3 separate regions of the Zea mays genome follow, and regions 1 and 3 are each linked to region 2. The links are chromatin contacts, called in public Hi-C maps. All regions are on one chromosome and are shown on one strand. The core of a region is the stretch at or near the end of the contact, and the rest is flanking DNA. Distances in the headings are between cores, read along the strand shown.

Evidence for each region. Hi-C and Micro-C count contacts between places; a contact is called where the count stands out from the background.
Region 1: a Hi-C map of ear shows a contact between it and region 2, with 4 times the contacts expected there. The contact joins the enhancer-like site here to the promoter of LOC103646666 in region 2. A contact is called at or near these places in 2 of 25 Hi-C or Micro-C datasets (ear and tassel).
Region 3: a Hi-C map of tassel shows a contact between it and region 2, with 3 times the contacts expected there. The contact joins the promoter of LOC103646667 here to the promoter of LOC103646666 in region 2. A contact is called at or near these places in 3 of 25 Hi-C or Micro-C datasets (bundle sheath, ear and tassel).

Annotation. Positions count from the first base shown.
Region 1 is chr2:88,982,076-88,985,241 of Zm-B73-REFERENCE-NAM-5.0, reverse strand. No RefSeq gene overlaps it. Among protein-coding and RNA genes, the nearest start is that of LOC100382953, 65 kb to the right of the region's middle. Within about 2 kb of position 1,696, at least 18 of the 20 cell types and tissues checked have an H3K27ac peak or open chromatin away from gene starts, as enhancers often do. A contact at or near this core is called in ear and tassel, where this site is marked.
Region 2 is chr2:89,231,211-89,234,668 of Zm-B73-REFERENCE-NAM-5.0, reverse strand. It overlaps LOC103646666 (transketolase, chloroplastic-like), which reads right to left and starts at 1,465. Exons shown (of 7, transcript XM_008671369.4): 1 at 938-1,465; 2 at 294-384; 3 at 105-210; 4 at 1-5. The coding sequence starts at 1,099.
Region 3 is chr2:89,423,858-89,427,165 of Zm-B73-REFERENCE-NAM-5.0, reverse strand. LOC103646667 (eukaryotic peptide chain release factor GTP-binding subunit ERF3A) reads right to left here and starts at 1,360. Exons shown (of 17, transcript XM_008671370.3): 1 at 895-1,360. The coding sequence starts at 1,093.

The DNA of each region.
Region 1 (3,166 bases), core at 447-2,946, 250 kb after region 2:
AAAGGATCCAGTTGGGCCGCTAGGTCAATTCGGCACATTAGCAATTCATCTCCCGCCAGACCAGACCATACATGCTTGCAGTCGAGGACGAGTGGGCCCGGGTGTCAGGCAACGACTTCCCATCGCTCGCTACGTACCTGCCCTGCGGGACCCACTTACCACGGATTCATCTGGTCACGCCCTCTGCTGGTCATCTCTCTGCCGCGGGGGCTCGTTGACCGGGTGCATCAGCTCTGCGCACGCAGCCTGCCCAGCGCGCCGACAGGTGGGCCTGTCGAGTCAGCCACCCAGCCGCGATGTCACGCCGCTTCCATATGGGGCCCGATTGTCATAATCACCTCCTTGCTCGTGGTTCGTCTCAATACAATCTGTCGTTCTCGCGTGGGCACATAACAAACACCTGGAATCCAGGCAGGGCCGGTCATGAGGTTTCATGGACCTGGGGCGAAACAAAAAATTAGGGCCCTCAAAAAAATTTGAATGATAAAAGTCTATAATATATATACTTTTTTAAGTACATAAGCAAATTTTTGAATGATTAAAATCTATAATATTTCAAAACAACTTTAAATCTTTGTACATATTATCTCAAAAAATTCTTTTAATGTTTCTTGATACGAAGTCATTGATAATAGTGTTGCTAACCTCGTCTAATAATTTTTCTCAATGTATAAAGTAGTCAATCCGTTGAGGCGATCTTGAGACATTGTTGACTTTAATAGTTCTTCAACAATTTCAACTTTAAAAAGCTTCTCTAAGTCGATGCCACAGTCACAAGCATAATAAATAATATTCAATAAGCGATTGAAATATTTGGATACAGATCCATTTGCCGAATATACTCAAAAAATCTCCATAAAAGACATTGGTATTTCAGGCAAACTTAACTTCAAAACCTTTAACTCAGATAGTAGATCATTTACCTCAACAACAGAACTGTCCTGCGAAGAGAGATAAGTGGAGCAGTCGTACTAGATATAACACCTAAGATTATATATACATGTATATTACTTGGGGCCCTTACAAAATCGGAGGCCCGGTGCGGCGGCTCCACTTGCCCCCCTCCAGGACCGGCCCTGAATCCAGGGTCGTCGCTGCGCCCGGACCTCACCTTGGGGCTACTTAAGGTTGTGATCCGCAGAGCCCTCCCCTCCTTTATCCAGCTCAACGAACCTCCATGCCCAGCAGAGAGAGAGAGATGATGGAGTGAGCGCCGCCGTGCGGGATCGGTCGCCACCGTCGTACCCATTCTCCGCGGGTGTAGCAGAGTGAAGCTCGAGGATAGCCGGAGAACGTTGTGGTGCTCCCGTGAGTGAAGTAGATGCTTCCCCGGTGCGGATTGGCGCTCGAGACCGACGGGAATCCCTCACCGTCGCTGCGGATCCGCAGAACAGCGCGGCCTGATCCCCTCGGCACAGGATTTGGGGTGAGTAGCACATCATCTCGTTCCCCATCCTTCCCTCTTCGCGTAGTACCTATCGGGGTAGACAATACGGTCCTAGATCGCCGGGGCGTAGTTCACCGACGAAGTCCACCATGGTCTGCGGGCGGCGCCGTCGTATATGTGACCTAAGTGGAGAAGAAAGGCCCTAGGCCGTCTATCGCGCGATAAGGGGTTAGGATTAGACGGCCTCGTACCGATTGGATGAATCTGTGCATGGTGATCTCACGGCCCTAGCTGTGCATCGGTTCAGTAGTGAATCTGTGCCATTGATCTTGATCCTGCGGCTCAGATCTAATACCAGCCCAACCTTCCCTTGATCTGTTGTGGACCGTACAGATCTAATCCAACGGCTCATCTCCACCGATACCCCTTCGCAGCACATTTTCTTAAAGAGTCCCTGGGGTTTGGATAAATCAACCCGCCGTCCACAGTAGCAGTAAGCTGAGTCTGTAGGACTTTTGCGATACTAACCTCAGACTTTTTAGTATTTGTTGCGCTGTCCAGAGTTCGTGAAATCAAATAAATAAATTCAAAATTTGATTTTTAATACGCCAATAATTCTAGAAACTTGTATAATTCATATTAAATTCATTCTAACTCCTTTTTGACTCATTCCAGTTCCTATAATTTTATAATATTATTGTTTATCAATTATTACCACTGTTTTGTCATGAATGTCACATTAAAATTTATATCCTATTTAATCTTGTACAAAACACATATAATCTTTAGAAATTCATAACTTAAAATCTATAACTCCGATTTGATCCATTCAAGTTGCGTTAGTCTCGTATAAATATTTTCTACGCAGTAACATCATTGATTATACCATGTCCCGTTCTTTTATAATTATACCTTTATTTAACTTATGTTGGTTAGTCTTGTTAATCTGCTTATCATTATAATCTACTAGAATATAATTTATGGTCAATTTATAACTTAGATTAAAGTTGATATAATTATTTATAGAATAATCTCTCATATGATTTGTATTAACCAATTTATAATATAGTTTAATATTTTAATCACGCAGATCTTCTATAAAAATCATAACTCCTTAACCGTAACTCTGATTTTAGTAGTTCTCGATCTCGCGATCTCGTAGCTTCGCGTAGATCATTATTATTCAGTTTGTACTTATGCTTGGTGTGATGTTAATTTTGTCTATACCATGTTTGTTTGTATTGCTACGACTAGCGGTGAGGTCGAGGATCTGAAGTATCACCCTGGTAACTGGAACCTCAAGTGCCAGGCAAAGTTGTGCTCTTGATCCACTTTTGTTACCCAATAATATTCTTTATTATCACTATTCAATGCATAGGTTTAATTTTGATGGGACCCAATAGGTCACCCTAGTCTGTTTATCCTTTTACCTTGTTAGCCCTGAATCACTTGGGTAGTTTGCTATTGCTTTATTGGTTTTGGGTTAATATTTCATTATATCCATGTTCCAATTATTCTGTTATATTATTTATGTTCATATCAAGATCATTAATGTTAATTAGAACATGGAGCTTAACTTGAGAAACATGTGCCACCATAACGGTAGTATGGGATGCCCTTGGCTGACTAATTAGGAAAACTAGTGAAAGACTACCTTACCCGAGAGGGGCAAGGTGTAACACCCGGAATTTGGGGGTATAAAATTTCTTTTCTAATATCCACCAAATTCAGATGTTACCCTCTCTTTTCCTTATTTTTTCTTTTCTTTTTCCTAGATAG
Region 2 (3,458 bases), core at 216-2,715:
CATACCTAGGTAAGAGCACCGAGTAGCAACACCATATTACCAACATCACAAATTGTGCATCACGAAAGTAATTCCAATTATAATGCAAGTGGCTAGTAATTTACGTGTAATGGTCCACGACTTTCATGTCAGTCTTGTTGAAACGTGAAGCTAGATGTTTCTCAGCAAGTGCTAGTCCAACAGCATTTGCAAAACCCTGCCCAAGAGGACCTACATGGCATCAGAAAAGTTTAGATATCAATTTAAGTATCAGAAGAAGGCAAAGCAAAATTTAAAATGTTTCAGCTGGCAACCTGTGGTGACTTCAACGCCAGGTGTTTCAAAATTTTCTGGGTGACCAGGAGTTCTGCTTCTCCATTGTCGGAAAGTTTTCAGATCGTCCATCTGCGCCAGTAAACATGGTTATCAAAATTATAAGCAGAGAAAGATCACCCGACAAAAGGAGGAATAGTCACATAGAAATGAGCATAAATGATTGGAAAGAAGAGAATAATAGGATAAGAAACAAAGTACACAATACCATGTTGGTGGATCGGTATTCACTCTGAAAAGCTTTCAGCTTATCAGCCTTTTCTGCTTTCCAGAACAATTTATTTCAATTTGCAAGCACTAAATTCGTAATACAGATCTCTACCATCTACGGATTTCGGTTCACAAAACTCTCTTTAAAGTCTCAAACCTTTGCTAAAAAATCCTAAAATAAAATCTGACAACGATGAGAGAGTTGCGACTTGCGTCGTCCAATTGATTGAGGTGATCAGTATCACTTGGCAGTTTCAGGACTAAAATAGTACATATTCAAGTTTTGCAGCCCGAAATTCTTCAACGCCGGTGTTTAGCAGCAAAACCCAAAATCAGACAGAGAGGTGTGTGCGTCTCTGTGTGCGTGGATAGGGTAGAAACATGGAGTGGGTTCTGTCAATACTCAATAGCTCACCTTGACGCCATTGTACCCAGCGAGGTGGAGGAGAGCGTACTGGATCATGCACCCGTGGCCGGCGGAGAGCACGAAGCGGTCGCGGTCGAACCAGGCGGGGTTCTTCGGGTTGAACCGGAGGAACTCGTCGAATAGAACGTGTCCCAGCGGCGCGCAGCCCATGGGGAGGCCTGGATGGCCAGAATGCGCCTTCTCCACGGCGTCGACGGCCAGGAACCGGATAGTGTTCACCTACTGCTCCACCAGCTCGGGCTCCGCCGGCTGGGTTCTTGCGCGGAGCACGGTGGTCAGCCGCGTGCCTGTCCTGGGCGCCGCAGCCAAAGGAAGGAGGCAGCGGGCGGGATAGCGGAGGAGGCGGAGTACGCCGCGGCCGGAGCCGGTCGCCGCGGCGGCGGAAGCGGTGGACGCAGGGGCGGTGGAGGCTGGTGTCACCATGGTTGCGGTCTGCGGACGGAAGGCGGATGCTTCTCGGACGCGCGTCGCGATCACGTTAATCGTTAACGAAGAGGGGCCAGTCAATGCGGCAGTGCGGAGGTGGCGTAGCGGCGTGACACCTAGTCCCGGAAAGTGTAGGCTGCTCACCAAATGTAGTGGGCCCGGCATGGAAGCAACTGAATTATGCCACGTCTCGCTTGACGTGTTTGCTCCGGGGCAATTACTGGTGGCGTTTGGATTGTTAGAATAGATAGATTGACGAACGGTACGGAGAATGGATTTTCTAATCGTAAAATGCGCATGCGCGACCGCACACAAATTATCAATAACATGTTAGTGCATAGCGAGAACAAACAACATATGTATTGAGCACCATTTACGCACTATGCATGGCCGGAAGTATTGAAGCCTGGACGGTCTGGCCGGATAGTCCGGTCATATATGTGAGTGTGAGGATACATGATAGTATAGATGTCCAAACGGGCCACCCGGCACGGACCCGGTCCGAACCCGTTTCGGCCCGGTACGAATAGGGCCGAGCCAGGCACGGCCCGTTGATGCTTCGGGCCGGGTCGGGCTGGCCCACGTGCCTAGAGACATGCCCAAACCCGGCACGCACAGGGAAAAATCGTGCCGGGCCGGCCCGTTGGCCCGGTGGGCCTCAACGGACCGGGCCGGGCACTAGCCCGAACCAACAGTAGAACGGTATATAAATACATATATTTAACATAATTAATCATATATAATAACATATTATTTATATATATTAAGACAACAAAATATTTATGTATGCATTTTATATATGTTTGGCCGCGTATTTAGTATTTACATATTATGAGAGAATTAAATGTATTTATATATTTAGTATTTACATAAATATGCGGGCCGCCGTCGTGCCGACCCATTTATCGTGCCGGGCCGGGCCAAAGCACGCGGGCCGCCGTATGTGCCCATACCCGGCCCGCTAAACGGGCCGTGCCGGCCCGGGCCCGTAACCGACCGTGCCGGGCCGTGTTTGGACCGGGCTAAATTCGTGCCGTGTCACGGGCCAAACGGGCGGCCCGCACTGTTTGGACATCTATACATGATAGTATTAAATGAGACGATTAAACTCATATTTCTTCACATGTTTATCTTTATAATCTCAGTAGAGCTGTTAAAGAACATCTAGAAACGAGTCTAGACACCTCCCACTTATATATTTGAAAGGATACGGCCGATTAAAACACCAACAATCGAATTATAGGTAATATATGTTATTTACCTTTTGCCATATGAGTACATAGTAACATAGTTTTCTTCTTCTCAATTTTCACCTCTCTTCAGTTCTAAGTCGTCTAAAGACGTCTTGGGTGGCATGCCAATACTAAGACAAAATCTAGGATCTCTCCTCTCCGACAGGATACCTCCCAAGAGCGAGATCCAGTTACTGTTGGTGAAGGCCGCCGCCTGCACATGCGCGAACTGTCCGACCATAAGACGCGGATCATCCGGCTTCGATGCAGAGAGACCTGCCGTGAGGTATTGGAATGGAAGGTTTGGATTCACACAATTCTTATGAGAAAAAATCATCCGTGGAAACAATTCCAAAATACTGAAAACCCCTAAATAGTAAACTACAACATGTGAGAATAGAATAAGCAAGCATAATTGTCGGGTACCGTAACTAGGGGTACCCCCAACACTCCTAAACATGGCTGGTAACCACCGTCAGCACAAATCGCAAAGCCTGATGTGTGCGGTTCAGGTCAAGGCTTCGTCTACAAAGGAACGCGATCTCGTCTCGTCCGAACCCGGCCTCGGGCGGGAACAGTAGTCCCAGACGAATTCACGCCTCGCCCGAGGGCCCCCTCAGGCAGTGGGCGCACCCTCGGCACGCCTGAGGCCCAACTCAGGTCAAGGCTTCGTCGAGAAGCAACCTTGGCCAAATCACCTCACCAACCGACCGTATCGCAGGCGCATTCAATGCGAGGATCGCCTGACACCTTATCCTGACACGCGTGCTTCAGTCGGCGAGGTCGAAGTGACCGCAGTCACTTCGCCCTTTCATTGACCGACCTGACAGGAAAACAGTGTCGCTCGCCCC
Region 3 (3,308 bases), core at 111-2,610, 190 kb before region 2:
CATGACATTCTTAGGAGCTAGACAACACCCTTCCCCTATGTGCTTAATTGTTACATAACCTTCCTAAGCAACACCACACTTCATCAGCCGCTCTTTTGGAAATTGCACATGCATCGCTTTAAGGTGCCGTTTGGTTCACGAAATGTAACATAAATGGTAATGGCAATGATTTACACTCGAATACTGGTGGTAACAAGTTTGAATAGGCCGGTATCAATTTCTAGTGTGGTATCTAATTACGGTTGGACTTAAACAAACATAATTTAAAGTTATTTGTTACCATTACGTTACAAATATGTGAACCAAATGACACCTAAATGTTGTCTGATCACGCAAAGATATTTGGAAACTGCAAATGCATGGATTAATTGTTGTCTGATCAAGCACATGGCAACAATTAAAGGACGGCTCATTAAATCACAATTGCAAACCGACAAAAGAAACAGAAGCACAAACTGCTATGGTACAAACTATAGGCCTATGGATGGCCGTCAACTTAATCATCGAGAGACACATAAACCACAAGCATATCATGCTGAAACAACAGCTACTCAAGAATCTTGAGTTACACCTGGCTACAGTAGCTGGCTTGAATCAGGTAAATCTAGCAGCTGAATTTCGTTTCGAACAAATTATACACACAATCGAACTAGCAGAGATCCCTGCCACAACATAACCTTCATCGCCCTAATATGTTTCCCGCCGTAGCAAACCAACAACCCCAATAAACGACACTCTGGCCCTCATAAACCCTACCCTACGCGTAATCGAGCGCGCTAGCAATACGGATCGGCGCTTAAGAGGTTTAGATCCAAGCAAATAAGCTAAGCAAGTAAGCCGTATAACAGCACGAGCGAAAGGTAGGTAGGTACTAGGTAGGGCCGAGAAGGGAACCTTCTGCCGCGACCGCGGCCGAGGGCGCGGGCGCGAGCGGGGCATCAGCGCCCGAATCTGCCGCAGTTAGCTCCGCAGCGGCAACGCCAGATTCAACGGACATGGGCTCCGCGTCGTCGCGAGCCCAATCATCGACGGTGGCGACCTCCGGTGGCGGGACGGCGTGTGGTGGGGCCTCGGCGTGCGCATCGTGCTCCATCCCGCGATGCAAGTGCAAGTGGAGCTCGAGGTGGCGCGGCAGCGGTGGAGAGACACTGCTGGACTGGGCTCGGCGGTCTAGGGTTTTTTTTGTGTGTGTTCGGCGATTGTGTTTCGGCGAGTTGGGGTGGGCGGTGGCTGATACCTGATGAGAGGTTGCCGTGACCTGCGCGTGTTTTTAGCGACAAAGTTTCATCGGCGAACTTGTGCGTAGACTGGATTGTGCCATCCGTCGGCACCTTTGATTGCCTGGTGTGCAAGAGCATCTCGAACGAATTATAAATCTCAAAACAGCGAGATATTGGGACATATAATTATAAATTGGAATTATTTTTTTCTAAATTCTACTAAATATGTGTCCGCACTGCGATGAAGTAAAAATTTGTATGAAACATAAATATGTAATGACAAATGTTACTATGATATGCAAAATTTGTGTGGTAAACATTATCAACATCGAAAATTAGCTCCATGTACTGTTGTTGCTAGCCTCAGGCGAGCCGTGACTGCGTGTCCCGCTCGGAGTTGGCCTTGGGCAAGTTGTGACTATGCCTCTCGCCCGAGGTTGGCCTCGCGAGCCGTGACTGCGTCTCCTGTCCAAGGTTGGCCTCGTGAGCCGTGATTGTGTCTCTCGTCCGAGGTTTGGTCTCGAATGAGCCGTGACTGCGTCTCCTGTCCGGGGTTGGCCTCGGGTGAGTCGTGACTGTGTCTCCCGTCCGAGGTTGGCCTCATGCGAGTCATGACTGCGTCTCCTGTCCGGGGTTGGCCTCAGGCGAGTCATGATTGCGTCTCCTGTCCGGGGTTGGCCTCGGGCTCGAGGTTGTCCTCCTTATCACTATTTTCCCCCTTCCAATCAAACCGAACTCGAGAACTCTTAATTGACTGCTACAAAATTAAAATCTTGGGAATTATGGCGGGAAATTGGAGCTCACCTTCGTGACCTCACAATCGTGTGGTGTAGCTGTGGTCGGCGACCAACAAGTTTGCGAGTAGGATCGGTTCAGGGGGGTTCGGGATAGTGTACTACAGGAAGCTGAGTGATGGAAAAGAGATTGCGGTTAAGGTGCCTAGCAACAATTTGTACCAGGGAAAAAGTAATTCTCAAACAAGGTGGCCTTGCTCTCCACGATACACCACAAGAACCTAATGGCGCCGCACCGCCGAGGGAGCTTCCTGTTTCGACCGATGGGAGCTCTCGCGGGCGCAACAATGCAAGGTGTCGTGTTGGAGGCTTCCCTGCTCGCACTTGTGTGCCTGAAAGTCGTCTAGAGGGGATAAATAGGCGAAACCTGTAAATTATAAACTTTGAATATGAACTTCACCTGGGGTTAGGATTAGAAACAAATGATAATGAATATGGAGTGCGGAAGAGAGTTCTTCTTGCTATGAGTTGCTCAATCAATACGGATAACTTTGGTAGCTAACTCAAAAGGTTGTGAGCAAGAGAACTTAGAGAGAGAGGGGAGGAAGAATCAAATCGTAAGGTGAAGATCAACACAAATGAACACAACGATTTGTTTCCTAAGGTTCGGTCCAATGAACCTACTTCCCGTTGAGGAGGCCACGAAGGCCGGGTCTTTTTCAACCCTTTCCCTCTCTCAATCGATCACTTAGACCTGTTAAGTGCTTATTCTTTATCTCAAGAATCAATAAGATCCCGCAAGGACCATCACACGCTTAGGTGTCTCTTGCTAGCTTTACAAGTCACTAGAGAGTTTAGAAGGAGATGAAGAAAGCACGATTAAGAAAACCAAACAACAAGAGCAACAAATGAAACATGAATCACACTCTCTCAAGTCACTAATCACAGTTGATCACTTGTCTCAATAGTGGCACTTGCAGAGGATTAGAAGCTTTGAATGTGTCTTGGAATGAATTCATTGCTCTTGTATTGAATGTGTATGAGTGAAGTGCTTGGGTTGAGTGAATGGAGGTGGTTGGGTTTATATTTATAGCTACCACTCACTTCCTAGTCGTTGCCTTCTTGTAACACCCTGAATTTGAGGGGTATAAAATTTCTTTCTTATTATCATCCAAATTCAGGTGTTACTCTTCTCTCTCTCACTCTAGTTTCTATCTCTCTCTAGTTCCTCTCTCTCTCTCTCTTTCTTTTTTGGTTAGGGTTAGCTTAATTAGTGAGGGTATTAATTTTATTTTTTTGACAAAACATATGAGTCATGAAATGTTGCATCATGTTGAGTACCAAATATTCTTTG